Regions from separate parts of the Arachis hypogaea genome. Here region 2 is linked to region 1. A link is a contact called in public Hi-C data. All regions are on one chromosome and are shown on one strand. Each heading gives the region's core, a stretch centred on a gene start, on an enhancer-like site or on the middle of the called end of the contact. The rest is flanking DNA. Distances are from core to core; before and after follow the strand shown.

Region 1 (5,055 bases), core at 1,491-3,990:
GCATATATATTTAAAAATTAGTTATTAAATACCCATTTGTTATCTTCATCTCTACGGTAGAATGAAGATTTTTTGGCCTTAAAAAATCAATCACTTTGACATTTCTTAAATATGTCTCTTCTTTTTTTCCCTTCAACATGACTTTTGAGAAAGACAAGTATTCTTTAGCATTTTTTTAAATATTTACAAGTAAAAAACAATTAAAATAGAGTTCGGATATTACGTATCTGAAATGTGTTATAAGTTAAACAAAAATATATCTCTTGTATCAAGTCTATAGTTGGTTTTATACATATACGCAGTTCGACAGATCAATGATTAATTTATAATAGATTTAAATTTTATTTAAAAGTCTGTTATTGGGCAATAAATTATTGTATGCATGATGCAGAATTTGAATTTTCAACACTTGACCACTCAACCAATCCTAATTTGGTTAATGAAAGTTACTTATGATTTTTTTTTTTTGGCCAAGACTTTTGATGCTTTTTATTTCTTTTTTTGTTTTTGGGAAACTTGTCGAGCAAACATACAGAAGCGACCCAACGGGTCAGAATAGGCCCGTATCTATACAGTAAGTCTGGTGTCAAATTTTTTGACCCACCAATATTGATGGGTTTTCAACCAAGAAGAACAGATAGATGGACCAAAAACTAATTAAAAACAAAAAATTTGTGATGATATAATATATAATATCATTAGGTGTCTAAATATAAATTTTAGGGTTAGCTTACTAGTCCGCTTAAGCAAGTGTCGGGGTTCGAATCCTGCCTTGTGCATGCAGCAACCCATTGGCCAGTGGCAAACCCTTAAATGGAGCTCAGTACCGCGGCGGATTAGTCCTTGACCTGCCGGGTTGGGGGATACCGTGGAAAACTAAAAAAAAAAATATCATTAGGTGTCTAAATATAAATTTTAGGGAAAATTACATTACACTCTCACGAACTTAGATGATATTACGTTACATACATTAATAATCTACATAAAAGTATATGATAATCTTGCATGATATTTAAGTTATATGGCATTTATTGTTCCCATATTTTATAGACAAAATATATGGGAATGAATTTTTTATTAGTCACTATTAGTTGATTTTTTATTGTAAAATTATTTTTTTAATCTTCAGTTTTAAAGAATTTAGAGTTTAGAGTTTTGATTTGAGTATCTAAAATTTATGATTTAGTATTTAGATGGTTGACTGCAGTAAAAAGTGAAATTGTGGTGTTAGAAAGGGAAAAAAAAAGGGATAAGAAAGGAAAAGGTGAATATAAGAGTAAAATAATAATTTTAAAAAAATTATCGGAAAATAATTGATCCTAATTATTGGATTGTTACCAAATATAATACCGGATTGTTTGGAACGGAAGGCACTCATCGCATTATCCAAGTTAATTGTCTTGGAAGGCAAAGAGTCTCAATCATGAATTAACCTTCTTGCTGTAAGTAGGTATAGTGAATTAACTTGAAAATGTGCCAAAATGAAAAGGCTAGTTTTTTTTTATAATATTTTTAATATTTATTTAAGTGGACAAATTGTACAATTAACTCAAATTAGTTATTAATGGTAATATTTGTATATTTATTATTAGATAAATTATTTTTTTTTGGTCTCCGCTTTTTTTTTTGTGTGAGACATATTATAGGCGTGTAACAGATGTCAACTCCAAATAATTACAGGACTAAAAATTCATTTCCTATAAAAAATAAAAAAATAAAAATAAAAAATCCTCTTTCTCTTTTTCTTCTTTTTCAAACCCATTATTATTACTATTTATCTCTACAGTCTTATAATTTTTCTTTACATTAACTTTGACAAAATTACAAAACTAGTAATCCATATATCATTAATAAGATTTGGAGACAATCGGAAGACCTTAGCGACGAGCTTGAATGCCTCACCAAATATTACATTTGAATTCTTGTAACGTTTGCAGAGGATGAGGCATGGGCAAATAACTCTGAACGTAGTACCAATCAGAAATAGGAAAATTATTAAGGATAGAGACACGAAGGACATTGAGGACAGTGAGGATCTTAGTGACGTCAAAAAGATTTGGAGTGTGCTATTGAGGGAGGTTGGGTGAGGGCGAAAAGGAGAAGAAGAAGAGAAAGAAGAAACCACGGTGGCAACAATTGTTGGTGGCAAAACAAAGAGAGAAGATGGTGGTTCTGAAGATGGCACGATAGAGGGAAGAAAAATAGAATAAGAAGAGGAAGAAGAAAAGAGAAGTTGGTTAGGTGATGCTGATATTGCGATGATGGTTGTGAAGCTAAAGTTCGATGATGATGATGATAAAGATGATGGTGACTAGAAAGAAAAAGAAGAAGAGAAGAGAAAAAGAGGGTTTTTATTAATAAATGAGAACTGAATTAAAGTTTAAAGATGATTAAAATGCGATATAATTCAGAACAAAAAAAAATCAGGAGTCAGAATAAAAAGAGTATTTACCTTTTATTATTTAATACTTAGGATGAGTCATATATTTTTTTTTTTACCCAAACGGAATCCCCCAACCCGATAGGTTAAGGACTAATCCGTCGCGGATCTGAGCTCCATTTAAGGGTCTGCCGCTGGCCAATGAGTTGCTGCATGCACAAGGTGGGATTCGAACTCCCGACACTTGCTTAAGCAGATGAGTGAGCTAATCACTCGACCAACCCAAGTTGGTTGGAGGAGTCGTACATACCGTAAAGGGTGGTGAGGAAGTAACTTCAATATGATCAGCAATGAAATACGTTGGCCCACATAGGCCCATCTCGGCCCAATCCATTAATATTTCCTTTACTAAGCCCAACGAAATATATAAAATACTTGAATAAATAAATGGTTAAGTAGAATACTTCAATCTTAAGAAATACATAATATATATTTTGCTAAAAGGTTAATATATGCATTTATTTTAAATAAATTAAATTTTATTTCAAGTTTTCTTATTTCAAAACACAAAAATGATAAACTTTAGTTTTTCCTTCAACTGAGATTTATATCTGAAAACCCCTTGATAATATTTATTAAGGTAGAATTCAACATATTTAATTTGTTTGTTGTCTAATTCACTAGTGTTAGACTTGAAAATGGGAGGGAAAAAATAGTTTATAATACTTAGGGATGCGTCCTTTTTGGTAGCTTCCAAAGTGTTATTTTATCACTTGACATTAGGTGGGAAAAAATTGAAGAAGAGAAAATTAGGTTTACTATCACATCTTTGTCAATGAGGACTTGTTAAAATGTCAAAGTTAAGAGATTGATATTAGAACATAAAGCAAGAGTTTTCAGAATCATTCCTTTGGCCTTCTTTAGTACTTTCTTTTTTATTACCTTAGAATTTAGGTCCATATATACTTAATTAATCTGCTTCGTTCATTCATTCTATGGCTTGAAGACAATGGAAAAAACACAATCGTTAATTAAGAGAACAACATTATACAACATTAAAGTATGTTAGCACATGGCATTATTGTTCTAGCTAGCTAGAATCTAGATGCTATACTTTGAACGTTAGGGGTTATTATTGTCCATCACATAAATTTGACCATTTTCTGTGATATGGAAAATTTAGTAGCCTTAATGCTTCAGCTATATATATAGCTACTACCTTGAAAGCAAAATATTACCAAAATCTCCATTTTTGTACTATGAACATTTTTGCTTAGTATCTTTACTTTTTCCACATGGCAATTGATTTACAAGACTATAACAATAATTAACTATCATGTTATAATTAATTTGGAGGCCTAACCACAATTCATCTTATCCCATACGTAATTCTGTTAGTCCTATAATTTTGTGAAATTTTTAATTATATTATATATTTTTTTAATTGAGTTGTTACACTAAATTTTTTTTAATTAAATTTCTATACTTTTTTATTTAGGTCTCTGTACAATTTTTTTTAATTAGGTTTCTATACAATTAAATCAATTACTGTCAAGAGGGACTTACTTGAAAAAAAATTTGGTGCAAGAACCAAATTAAAAGAAAAAAAATATAGAAATCTAATTAAAAATTTCGCAAAACTACAGAGACTAACAAAATAATTAAACCTATTCTATATATATCATCAACATTACCATGATTGTTGTGACTGAAATTAGGGTTTATTTCCTTTTTTACTGGAATGATTAAAAGAAATACGGGTGTACATGGTCGGATGAATCCGGATTCGTCTTGATCCGAATCTGGTCTTGAATAATAACTTAGTCTATTTTTAAAATCTTTGTCCAGTTTTAAATCCGGTGAAATCATACTGCTTTTGGGTCATACTAAAACCAGATCAAAATCGATAAAGTTCGGGCCTTAATAAATTTTATGTCAAAAAATTATGATATACTTAATTGTAAAAAGGAAAAAAACATATTTATTAACGAGAAGTTGATATCCATATTTGAACTTGAATTTGTCTATAAATTATTTCGTACTTCTTTGATCTATTTTCTAATTTACTAAGTATGATTAAAAATAAAACAATAAACTTATAATTAATATAACATAATATTAAAATTAATTTTAAACATATATACATTTTTTTAATCCCCTTAGAGTGCACATAGATCGGGTGAAGCTGAATTTACCTTGACCTGAGTCCGACCATAAATAATAATCGGATCTATTTCTGAGATTATTACCCAACTCTAAACCCGATAAAATCACACTAAACTAGTCTCTAAAATATTCAGAACCAAACCTTTAAGCCGAATCGAACTATATACACCCCTAAACAAATAGAGTTTGTTGAGTAAAATAAAATAGTAATGTGTTATATTATTTATTTTACTTCCCATGTGTGATATATAAAAGTTGAAAGGAAAATTCTCACACACTAACATCTTTTAGTTGGACATATTATCTACTTGCGTACTTCTCTCCCCCTCTCTCTCTTTATATATATTTTGGTTTCTCACGATATCTCTCGATCAGCAAGTCAATAACTAATTCGTCGCAAATTAAAACTCTACTTAAAAGTTTGTTGTTAGCCAATAAATCACTACATGAATAAGATTTAAACTCTCGACATATACACTACACGCATGTATACAAGGAGACAATTAGTG
Region 2 (5,245 bases), core at 2,568-5,067, 50 kb before region 1:
GCTGTTGTGTACGATGTGATGAATATGTTCCCCCCAAGCTAAAACCAGCAGACCTCCCCATCTGCATATTACAAGGATAGAATAATAAGTGAGGAATATATATATATATATACATATAAAGATTTCTTAGTCTTTTAAACATGCAACTCACCGGGAAATGTTGAGATTGCATCATTGGTACAGCATTGTCATGAAGCTGTTCTTTCTGGTGCATATCCATAGCATAATCAGCATTGCCACCTGTAAAAATAAATAATATAATATGGTTACTAAATTAAAGATCTGCGAACAAAGGTAACCAAAAATAAGGAGAATCACTAAGTTGTCATTTAATCAAAGCAATCAAAGCTCCAACAGTGCGGCATCACAAATTCCTCTTTAAGGAGAATCACTAAGTACGAGACATTTTAGAATCCTCACTAGATCTATAGCCGATCATTTAATCACTTGATGAGATACAAACCAGGAAACCATATGCTTATTTAGCACCTTACACGACTTATAATGTCAGAATATGATAAACAAAGCAATAAAACCAAGCACCAAAGGAACTAAGGTAGATATGCACGTAAATCCATAAAACTTTTGAAAAGAGAAAGTGCATAATTCAGTCTACAACTCAACTCTCTAAGAAGAGACTCTTTAAACAACAAATCATAAGGCAACTATACAAAAAAACAATTTGATAACATAAAACAGCCAAAATTGCTAGAAAGAAATGCACAACAGCCAATCAGGTCACATATCTTCTCCGGTTACTACACCTTTGAATCCTGGCAAAGCTGGGAAATCTTCATTTTGAATACTAAACTCTTGGTTTTGTTGAACGATGGGACTAAGACCCTGCTTCCGTAAAGAACCTGAGACATGTTTGTACAATAAATCACCATAAAAGAAAGTGGACAAATGTCTCAAATGCAAAGGAAAATTTTCGTTTGCATACCCAATTGTCCTTGAGGCCCTCCAGCAGAACTAGGTCGACTAGTCAGTTGAGGGAAGTCATTCATGTCAAAAGGAGAATTATCACTCGAGTTTACATCATTCAACATACCCATAACATGGCTTTGTGAAAGTGGACCACCAGCATTGGGATAAGAGTTCCCTAGCATTGAAATCACCTGCGGAGATCCTGAATCAAGAAGCTCTTGTCACCACAAAGAAATACTTCAAAACCTATGGTAAGCTCGAGTATCAATCGTAGGAAAAATATTTATGCATTCAACATGCATAAAAACAAATATAAATGATTTCATCAAGCATATTATATACAAATCTAAAACAACCAGCAGTTCTTTAACAGTTTTCAACATGTGGAAGCGAACGATGTGGTTGCATAGAAGGCCAACTAGTTGGACAAGCTAAACCAATGCAAACAGAAAATAAAGTCATCTTCTATATGGCTGCACTTGGACACTCATCGTGCACAAAGCAAATGCAATTAGGGGTCATTGCATGAGAACATCTTTGTGGATAAGTATTGCTTCAACACCATTATAATGGAAATCCATAAACATCCGTACCTTGTGGAAGCACACCACTCATCAATCGATTCTGTCCCTGTACTCCTAAGCCAGCAGATCCACTGTTTGCACTCAAATGACGGGATGTGAGACCAGGTACAGACAATCCTCCACCAGTCCTTCCAAGGTTCCCCCCTCCAACCATGTTTCCCACAGAACTTGTGATTCGAGGACCCGCATTTCCCAAAATTTGGGATACTCCCAATCCTGGAACAGCATTTCGGTTACCAATTGCAGCGGATGTTGGAAGAATCCCAGGAATAGAACCTCCAACTCCATTTGTGCTACTACTAAATCCAGGGTTTCCTACAACATTTATACCTCCTCTATTGGCGACTCCCGAGTGTCCATGGGCACTTCCATGAGATAGCTGCAAAATTTAATTGAGATAAATGAACCCCTGATAAATTATGTAACAGTAGGAGAAGGATGATAGGAAGAAGAGTTGATATTATGCACAATATTCTATTAACTACTCTACCAATCTATAGTGTAAAGAAACAAACAGATGACATAACAAATACCTGGGATAATGCAACAGGCAGATTGTTGGAACCAAACCTTCCACTAGAAAGGCTACCTGTTTGTTGCTGAACACCACCGGATGGAACGCTATTTATTGTTGAGTTTCTTGATGTGAGTGTACCAGGCATGTTGGGTACATTAAAGCTCCCATGAATATTGTGCAGTCCTTGAATGGATCCTGCACCAAGAACCTAGCAATTATACAACTAAATGGGACAAGAAAATGAATTAATGCCAGCAAAAGCTCCCCACCAGTATGATGAAAGACAGGGGAGGCTGCACCAGACTGACCAGAGAATGAAGTAGCAAAAGACCTCCCAGCACCATCTGGAAGATTTGAAGCAGAACCGTTCAGAGAAGACTGCAAGGAAATCTCAGTTAAAATTTACTTTTATGATAGACATGTAGTAAAAGGAATAAAATCAAGACATGGGAACCAACATCCTAGGGAAACTGTACTAGACTGGAATTTAAGCACCTTCAAGGCAAACAACATGCATACAAGAAAGCGAGTAAGTTCTAACACTCATTAAGTAACAGAAGTTAATCCCCAGTATAAGCCAGCTAATAGTCTGTCTGGTCAATCCCTAATAGAAAAACCCTAGTTTTCCTAATGCAACCAAACAAGCAGTTATTCAAACTATCCGAGAAAATTATAGTAAAAAAATCTGGTAGCCATGACAATGCAAAGTAATAAAACGGGAAAGAACAAAAATTGAAAATCTTCTCCAAATGACAGAACAAAATGGGAAGCATTTCAAGGTATAAGGGAATACATTAAGTAGCCCTGACATTGCTCGAATTTCAACAGGCCAAACTATAAGTCATCCCTTTCCTGAGTCCTCCCTTGAACACCAACCTGAAGAGCGTTTTCCTTGCAACAAATCAACACAACCTATAGAGGATAAAAACAGTAACTTGTAAGAATGAGCAAACTCTATATTTGTCCATAGGAGACACCAATAACTTACTGAAGCAGAAACCACAGTTAAAACTTAAAACTAATTATCAACACGGGGACTGTCATGCTTGAAAATAAAGAATCAAGAACAATGACTTAACCAAACACTTGGCAACACTGAAAAGTAACAATACATCAAAAAAATGACAGTGTTGAATGAACGCACATTAAAACCAAGAAAATCCGCCAGATTCCTAACCTAAAACACTTAAACCAAGCTCGCAAGCTAAAAACACACTTCCAAATGCACATTAATCAGACATCATCCAAATTGCAGATTCCTCTATCATCTCACATCTTAAATTGAAAACAAAAATCAACCAAACGACAGTTCAATTGACGACACATAGCTTCAGTTGCACAAACAAGAATTAGCATTAATAGCAGAAAATTAAATTCGAAGCTTAAGAACTGGAACCGTAAGATCTAAAACAGTGAAAATAATGAGTAGCGCGAACGCGAAGATCTAACTTCTAAGAGAATGAAATGAAGGAGTTGTAAGAGAGAGCACAGTAGATCGAAGCTACGAACGAGTCGACTCGGCGATACCTGAAGGAGCAGATCGGAGCTGCAAGAAGGTTCTGAGTCAAAGAGCGAGTTCGTGAGCCCTAAATCGAAAACCAGAGAGAAGGATAGAAAGCGATAGGTATGAGCGAGAGAGAAAGAGAGAGAAAACAAGATAGAGAGAGAAAAGCTTCGGGTTGGGTTTGGGTTTGAGTTTGGGTTTGTGAAGACAGAGACGAGCGTTTACGAATTTCTGTGATAAGTGGAAAAACGAAGGGGGAAAAATAAAATTATATATAATATATATATATTCAAGTTATATATATAATTAAGTTAAGTATTAACCGCTGGTGAGGATTCTCCACCAAGCACCAACACCTTGGGCCTCATTTGTGAAAAGTTTATGCCACTTGAGAGTTGAGACTTGTGAGATTCCATGGAGTTATTCAAATTCAATTAAGGTGCATGCTATGGTGCCTATATACATTTGTCTAACTTACTAAAAAGAGATAAAAATAAATATTTAAATTAAAAAATATAAAAATAAATAAATTTTTAATATTTAAAACTTACCATAAAAGGCAAGTTCGGCAATTTCGACACTAAAGTTATAGGCACCATAGAATTTGCCTTCAATTAAATCCAATTAAAATTGCTTAATAAATTTAATCTAATTGAAAAACCAAAAATGCAATATGAAAACTAAAAATTAATTACTAAATTAATTATTATATATTTATTATAAATATATATTATTTAACTCATTTTTAATATCTATTTTATAATAAGAATTTATAAAAAAATTAATTAAAATTATAAATAATATATTTATATTGATTTACTTTTTACTTAAAAGTATGATGATTTGGTGAGATAAACAAGTATTTGTTATTCTTGTTAACTTATTTTTAACTGTTTTAAAAATACTTTACATATTAAATTGTGTAAAATATTAAATATTTATGACTTAATATTTTTTTTTAAGTGAAATTCGAGACTTTTAGATAAAAATAAAAAAATTATGTCATTTAAGACTTAATATTTTATTTTAAGTTATTGTTAAATGTTAATACTAATAGCGTTAGTTGAATACTATATTAACTTTACCTCTAATTTTATAGAAGAACCATTTTTAGAAAGTCAAAATTTTGCTTTAAAATTATAGTGACGTTCAATGCAATTATGGTAGTATTAGTTTTTTTTAAGAAACCTCTAATCATATATTCTCATATAATATATTATACAAAGAGCTCATCTCTAAGTGTGTTTTTTGACTTTTTTTTTAACAATATTCTCATATAATATTGTTAAGTGTATTTTCTTTTGTAGATAGAAAGGATTTAGGGATTTGTTTTAGATAGAGCTCGTCATTATAGGAGATCGAGATGGTGGTGGTGGTTGAGACAGTGTTCACGGCTGCGGTGGTGGCAGAGTTAATCACAAGTGGCAGAAGAAATAAGAGATATTAGACCATCTCCAGGGAATTCATCCCAATTCCTATTTATGGCCCACCTGTCATAAAAAGTAACTCTACATTAATTTTTACGTCATAAACAGTAAATAGGAACTCAAATCATCTATTTCTTTTCCATTAGGAGGAATTAACTTTAGCTCCTGTTGTAGTCTCACTTAATTAATTAATTAAAATATTTAAAATTAATATAATTGAATTTTTTCAATAATATTATTTAAATTTATAAATTTAAAAATAATTCACTATTAAAAGATATTGATA

The links. Hi-C and Micro-C count contacts between places; a contact is called where the count stands out from the background.
Region 2: a Hi-C map of an unstated tissue shows a contact between it and region 1, with 2.5 times the contacts expected there. The contact joins the promoter of LOC112786817 here to the enhancer-like site in region 1. A contact is called at or near these places in 4 of 8 Hi-C or Micro-C datasets (leaf and an unstated tissue).

The regions. Positions count from the first base shown.
Region 1 is chr3:2,419,511-2,424,565 of arahy.Tifrunner.gnm2.J5K5, reverse strand. No RefSeq gene overlaps it. Among protein-coding and RNA genes, the nearest start is that of LOC112786757, 11 kb to the right of the region's middle. Within about 2 kb of position 2,740, at least 1 of the 3 cell types and tissues checked has open chromatin away from gene starts, as enhancers often do.
Region 2 is chr3:2,470,607-2,475,851 of arahy.Tifrunner.gnm2.J5K5, reverse strand. It overlaps LOC112786817 (probable NOT transcription complex subunit VIP2), which reads right to left and starts at 3,817. Exons shown (of 14, transcript XM_025830191.2): 1 at 3,556-3,817; 2 at 2,822-2,940; 3 at 2,337-2,406; 4 at 2,045-2,223; 5 at 1,521-1,890; 6 at 944-1,129; 7 at 765-860; 8 at 152-240; 9 at 1-61. The coding sequence starts at 2,839. It overlaps LOC112793588 (small nucleolar RNA snoR35), which reads left to right and starts at 2,298; the gene lies at 2,298-2,378.